Linked DNA regions of Mus musculus: region 1 is linked to region 2. The links are chromatin contacts, called in public Hi-C maps. All regions are on one chromosome and are shown on one strand. Each heading gives the region's core, a stretch centred on a gene start, on an enhancer-like site or on the middle of the called end of the contact. The rest is flanking DNA. Distances are from core to core; before and after follow the strand shown. Region 1 has its middle 75 kb from the start of Ibtk. Region 2 has its middle 62 kb from the start of Gm25125.

Region 1 (2,700 bases), core at 185-2,684, 260 kb after region 2:
TTGGTCTTCTGGTGTAGACAGAAATATTTCGTTTTTTAGAAATTACTTTACTAAAAATATTTACAGCTTGACGAAGCTAATTTAAAACACACAGGAAAAGCATGCCATTTCTCCGGTTCTCTGGGCTGCAGCTGCAGGAATGGCCTCTCATCTCTCAGCAGTGACGGCTCAGGCAGGATCTCTCTGTGGAAGCATTTCTGAACTCAAGATGACCGTTGAGCAGACAACAAGGCCTTTCTGTCCATTGGGTGACTGAGGGGTGACAAGACGAAATTGTCTCCTGTCCCTATTTCCCCTAAACTTTCCAGGCACTTGGGCCTCAGCAGCATCCTACAGTGAGGTGGTTTTTGTTGTTTCTTTGTTTTGTTTTTGTTTTTATGACCCGGAAACATATTTTATAATCTATTTCCTAATGCAGGAAAAGTTGAATCTTACCCCTGCTTTAAAAAAAAAAGCAAAAAACTAACTAAAATTTGTTCTGAAAAATACATGTGATTAAATAAAGCAACTGGAAAAATATTTTCTTTGTTTTGCTGAGAAAACTCAACAGAACCTGAGGACCCCAGCCAGCCTGGCCATTAGGAATCCTGGCCAAGGTAGGAAGGCAGCCATGGTTATCCTCTCCAGCCGAAATAGCCATAAGACATTTCTGGTCTTTTTCTGCTCCTTGGATAGAAGCAACCACTATTATAGCTTCTTTAATAGTTCCAGAGAAGACAAACTCCACCATCCCTCAGCATACTGGAGGAATTATGTTATTTTTTTTTTCTTCTCTCTCTGATGGAACTAGCAATACTTCTTGTGGAAAAACTATTTTGCCATAAATTTTAAAGAGCACACAAGGAGAAGCAATTTGCTAGCTCCAAAATGTACAAAGAAAAAAGAAAAGGAAGAAAATCGAAGGAAGATGAAGGAGAGGAAGGGAGGAGAAGGTGGGGAAGGAAAGGGAAAGAAATGGGTAGGGATGGAAAGGGACGACGGGAAGGGAGGGGAAAGGAAGGGAGGGGAAAGGTGGCTATCAGGAAATGGGAAAATCTACTAATCACATTTGTTCTGAGGACGTGCTAAGCGGATGCTGATTTCACGCTAGGCATTTGAGGCACATATGTCTCTTGATAAAAACCAAAGGGAATGAAATCATAAAGGCTGACAATGTCATCACCATAAAGAGCTCTGAAAGTTATTGTCTTAAAAATAAGTGCCTGGGAGGCCCGAGAGGCCTGGATAGTCTCACCCACACAAAAGCAATTTCTTTTGTCATCTTCTTATTTAACTACGCTAATCCCCAGCGAAGGAAGCTCGGGGCTCTGACGAAGTGCAATGTTGTGAACCCTGACATTTAACAGACGAGCATGCTGTTCCTCCACTGAGCCATTGCTCTGCGACTGGGGGAGCAAAAAAGCCTGAAATGAATCACACGACCAACATACAATGGCACAAGAGATGACTCACCGGGTCCCAAGGAAAATAAGTAGGAATGAGTGGGTTAGAGCTCTCAGGGAACCATGGTCCCAGTGGGCAGTTTATTGGCCTGCATCCCAGTGAGCCTGCAGCTGAAGGGATGCTACAGGAAGTGCTGTGAGGGCCAAGGCGTAAGGGAGATACTCCTTCTGGGATGGTGGTACTGCCATGGCTGCTCGTTTTTCGAGGCAGTCGGGGCCCACTGCAGTAACCCCTCAGAGTGTATGCAGCGGATGATTTATCCAGCAGGCTGCTCATCTGGCATCGGATAAAACATTTGGGATCATTTTACTTGTCTGATACCTAGAGGCGGTGTTCACTCCCTCTCCAATGCGAAATCTAAACCATCCCTGTCATTTCAGACACTTTAATGAAATCTGCTTCTCACAGGATGTCTCAGTCTTGGACATAGTATGTGATTCTCCTACCAAATGGAATCACCTATTTTTATAACTCCTTCTATGGGGGTGGAAAGAGAAAGAAAGATATTCAATTTAAGAAAAAAAAAATCTATGATGCTAGTGATAAGCATGTGCTATCCCGGAGGGTGAGGGTGGGGGCCCACTAGCACTTCCAAATAGCTCACACTAGAGGTGAATGCTCACTGACTCATGAGAAGTCCCAGAGATACTGGCTCCCACAGTTATCCCTTAAGGAAAGAGGGACAGCAAAATGTGGTATGATAATTGTCCCCACAGAATCACAGCTTAAGTGACTACAGGGGAGGCTAGAATTGCCTTTCTAGAGGTTCACTATGCAAGAGTATAAATAAGGTGATAGCCCTTCCTAACAAAAATTAACAGAAAACATTGAAAACCCGTCCTGCACATACACACAAGTCCAAATCCAATGGGAATGTATTGAAGGGCCGTGAGTCTATCCTATTCAATTCTGCAGCGTTAGTCAAATTTACTTCCTGATACAATTTTTAAGAAGCAAAATCAGTATTGTGACTATTACTACCCATATCTCAACTATAGGCTCCAAAACTATTTTAAGAAATTAGAAAGCAAGTTAAAGTAAGTCCCAGGAAGAGTTCCAGTTAGAAGCCCAAACATTAGCACCCTTTGCAATTGGTAAGTGAGCATCTTGCTCACATTCATTATAACCCACAGGCAAACCACATCTTTAACGTTTCCCATATGTCCTGGGTTTGCATGGTGACAATACTGCTGCTTACCACCGTTTTTTCACTTCATCTCGAAATAGCCGAAGAATTGGATGCTATTTCTAGCACGC
Region 2 (2,700 bases), core at 72-2,571:
TCCCTGGACCAGACTGAGAGCAGCTCTGTTATCTTTTAGTCTTACTAGTAATCATAAATCATATTTGTGTTTTTCCTACATCACTGCAGACACTATGAGACCCTCATGTTAAGCTTTTATAACACATTCTAATACACAGATGTGCTGTTGCTTATGGAAACACTCAATTATTAACAAAAACTTAAAATGTTTATTTCATATCATGAAACTATAACCCTTCCAGAACTTGGGAGGCAGAGGTAGGGGTACCTCGGGGTGTTCAAGGCCAGCCTGTATTCCTCATACTCTACAGAAAGTTCCATGTCAGGGCTACATAGTGGGACCCTTTAAAACAAAAGGATCCAGTCTATATGTGCTGCTAAAAATTAAAAATTGTATGTATCGCAACCTCTTTTGTGGCTTGGAGCTTGTGATGTATTTTAAAGTTAAAGGCACATATAGTCATAGACTTCAGGAGGCATATTACAGCCTCCTTTGTAAACATTAAATGTGAACTATGAATGAAGACGAAAGGTCAGCACTAGTTCTTTACCTGCATGCCACTAACATTCCAGACATTGCTTGGTTGATAATCATTGTCTTTAGTAACGCCTCAGATCTATCTTAGCAAGGGCATGGGACCTTGAACAGGAGATAATAAAGGATTGTGTAACAAAGAGGCAGACTAGGTGATGCTCTCAACTCTGATGGTTTCCAGGAGGCTTTGGAAAGGTTTTTTATCTTGGGTTCTATTGCCTCAAGGCTTAAAACACTGTTGTAGCACTACCGTGTTATCTGAGGGGGCAGTTTTTCAAGATGTTCTTTTACAGCTTCTGATAACTTAGTAGATGAACCTTCTTAGCTGGAGGAACAAAGTGTTCTTTTCTGTTTCAAGGAAACTTCGAAACACTAAGTCTTGCTATTCCCTGAAGTATCCTGAGACAGTTTTTACCATCTAACTAGTTTTTAACCTTACCTGGGTCTTATGTATACCAGGGGATCTACCCCTGAGCTACAGTCAAGCCCCGCCCACATGTCTAGTGAATGGTTGGTTGTTCAACTGAGGGCCTCAAAATGAATCATCTTGTCTGATTTAGTTCAGTCCTTTCTGACATCGTACAACTGACAAGACAGCAGCCTATTTCTACACTGAGGTTAGAAAACATGTGTAAGTGATGCAGAATTAAGGCACAGAAATGTCAGCAGATATGAAACTGCACTAAAAATACACACCTCTCTAAATGTGCTAGCTATGGAGATGGAGGATTCCTGAATGGGGCTGAAGAGCTCAGCCTCCTGCGGAGAGTGGCAGAGAGCCAAAGGCAGCACCATCAGGAAGTACAGGCGGCAGCAGTGGCAGCTGCAGCGGCAGCAGCAGCGTGGGCCCTGTTAGGTCTGTTTGCCGAGTCCTAGAGGCCTCACCGACTATCATGAAGGCTTTTTATGGAAACTAGATAAATAGCTTGCGTCACTAGGGCCATCTCTCTTTATCAGAGAAATGGAAGTCTATGAACTGCAGATGTTAAGCTGGTATATGATAATGTGTAATCATCATCATCATTACACACGCACACACACGTGCACACACAATCACACACACACACACACTGAAATCTATTCTGCAATGCTCTGGTTTTCATTTTTACTGAGTCAGATAGAAAAACACAGACATTTACTAGCTGTGCCGAGGTCTATCCATGGGTGTCTGGCATCTTCCTTATTAGCCCTTAAGGTTTAGGACCTTTCAAGTCAAAGAAATTGAGCATCTATGTCCCATCCCAACTCAGGTGCATGTGTGGGAACTTCATTCTTCAAGGTTTGAAGAGTATCTGAGTCATGTCACAGTAGGCTGAAAGCATCCAAAGGAGGGTAGACAAGCAGGAATGACTTTTTCATTCTAGAAACCCTTCCTTCTCTCATCTCTGCCCATTACCACTTGGAGATTGACAGCTATTATCTCATGTTTATCTCTTTCTTGCTCTGTAGTGGATCCGTACCTTCTTTTTTTCCCTAGTTCTTTCTTCTTTGCTACCTCAAGTTAAAAGCCAGTGCCCTGCCCTGGGAGGACTGGGTGTGTAAAGCATCAGACTGAACAATCCACTATACTATCTCTTCAGTTACCCTTATCTGACTACTCTATTTAATTTAGAAGGATCACCTGGCTCAGAAAAGATTCATACATGCCCTGACCCTTCCCTCCCCCCCTCCCCCTCCCCCCTCCTCCCTCCTCCCTCCTCCTTCCTCTCTCTTTCCATTTTGCTTCCTTCTCATTTGCCTTCTCCTTACCTGTCCAATTGTCCCAGGCTCTAACATAACTAAATTGTTTCCCTGGATTTATTGTTAATGGATTAGTTGACCACTGTGACGTTTCCTGATTAGAAAGCAGAAGATTGCATACAGACAGGGAACCCAGTATCCCTGGAGAGAGAGATGAAGTCAGCTTGTTGAGAGATGTTGGCAATCATCTCACCTGATCATTATTTTCTGGGGTAGGGACATGGAACCTGCTTCTTAATCCTCCTCATCAGATGAATGGAATAAGAGACGTGGTAGGTATGTAAACACAATGCTATACAGTTCCACCTTTATAAATAGAAATCCGTCATTTGGAAAACACTAGTGAGCTTTGAGAATATTAGACTAAATAAGCCATCCACCTCACAAAGCTAACTTCACAGAAGCCAAGATGAGAAGGAAACTGCAGAGCAGAGGTGATGGGTA

Evidence for each region. A called contact is a pair of places that touch in the nucleus more often than the background predicts.
Region 1: a contact with region 2 is called in a Hi-C map of cerebral cortex, with 2.0 times the contacts expected there. The contact joins two enhancer-like sites. A contact is called at or near these places in 5 of 484 Hi-C or Micro-C datasets (the N1E-115 cell line, cerebral cortex and uterus).

The regions. Positions count from the first base shown.
Region 1 is chr9:85,672,712-85,675,411 of GRCm38.p6, forward strand. No RefSeq gene overlaps it. Among named protein-coding and RNA genes, the nearest start is that of Ibtk, 75 kb to the right of the region's middle. Within about 2 kb of position 1,435, at least 40 of the 459 cell types and tissues checked have an H3K27ac peak or open chromatin away from gene starts, as enhancers often do. A contact at or near this core is called in the N1E-115 cell line and cerebral cortex, where this site is marked.
Region 2 is chr9:85,409,565-85,412,264 of GRCm38.p6, forward strand. No RefSeq gene overlaps it. Among named protein-coding and RNA genes, the nearest start is that of Gm25125, 62 kb to the right of the region's middle. Within about 2 kb of position 1,322, at least 98 of the 459 cell types and tissues checked have an H3K27ac peak or open chromatin away from gene starts, as enhancers often do. A contact at or near this core is called in the N1E-115 cell line and cerebral cortex, where this site is marked.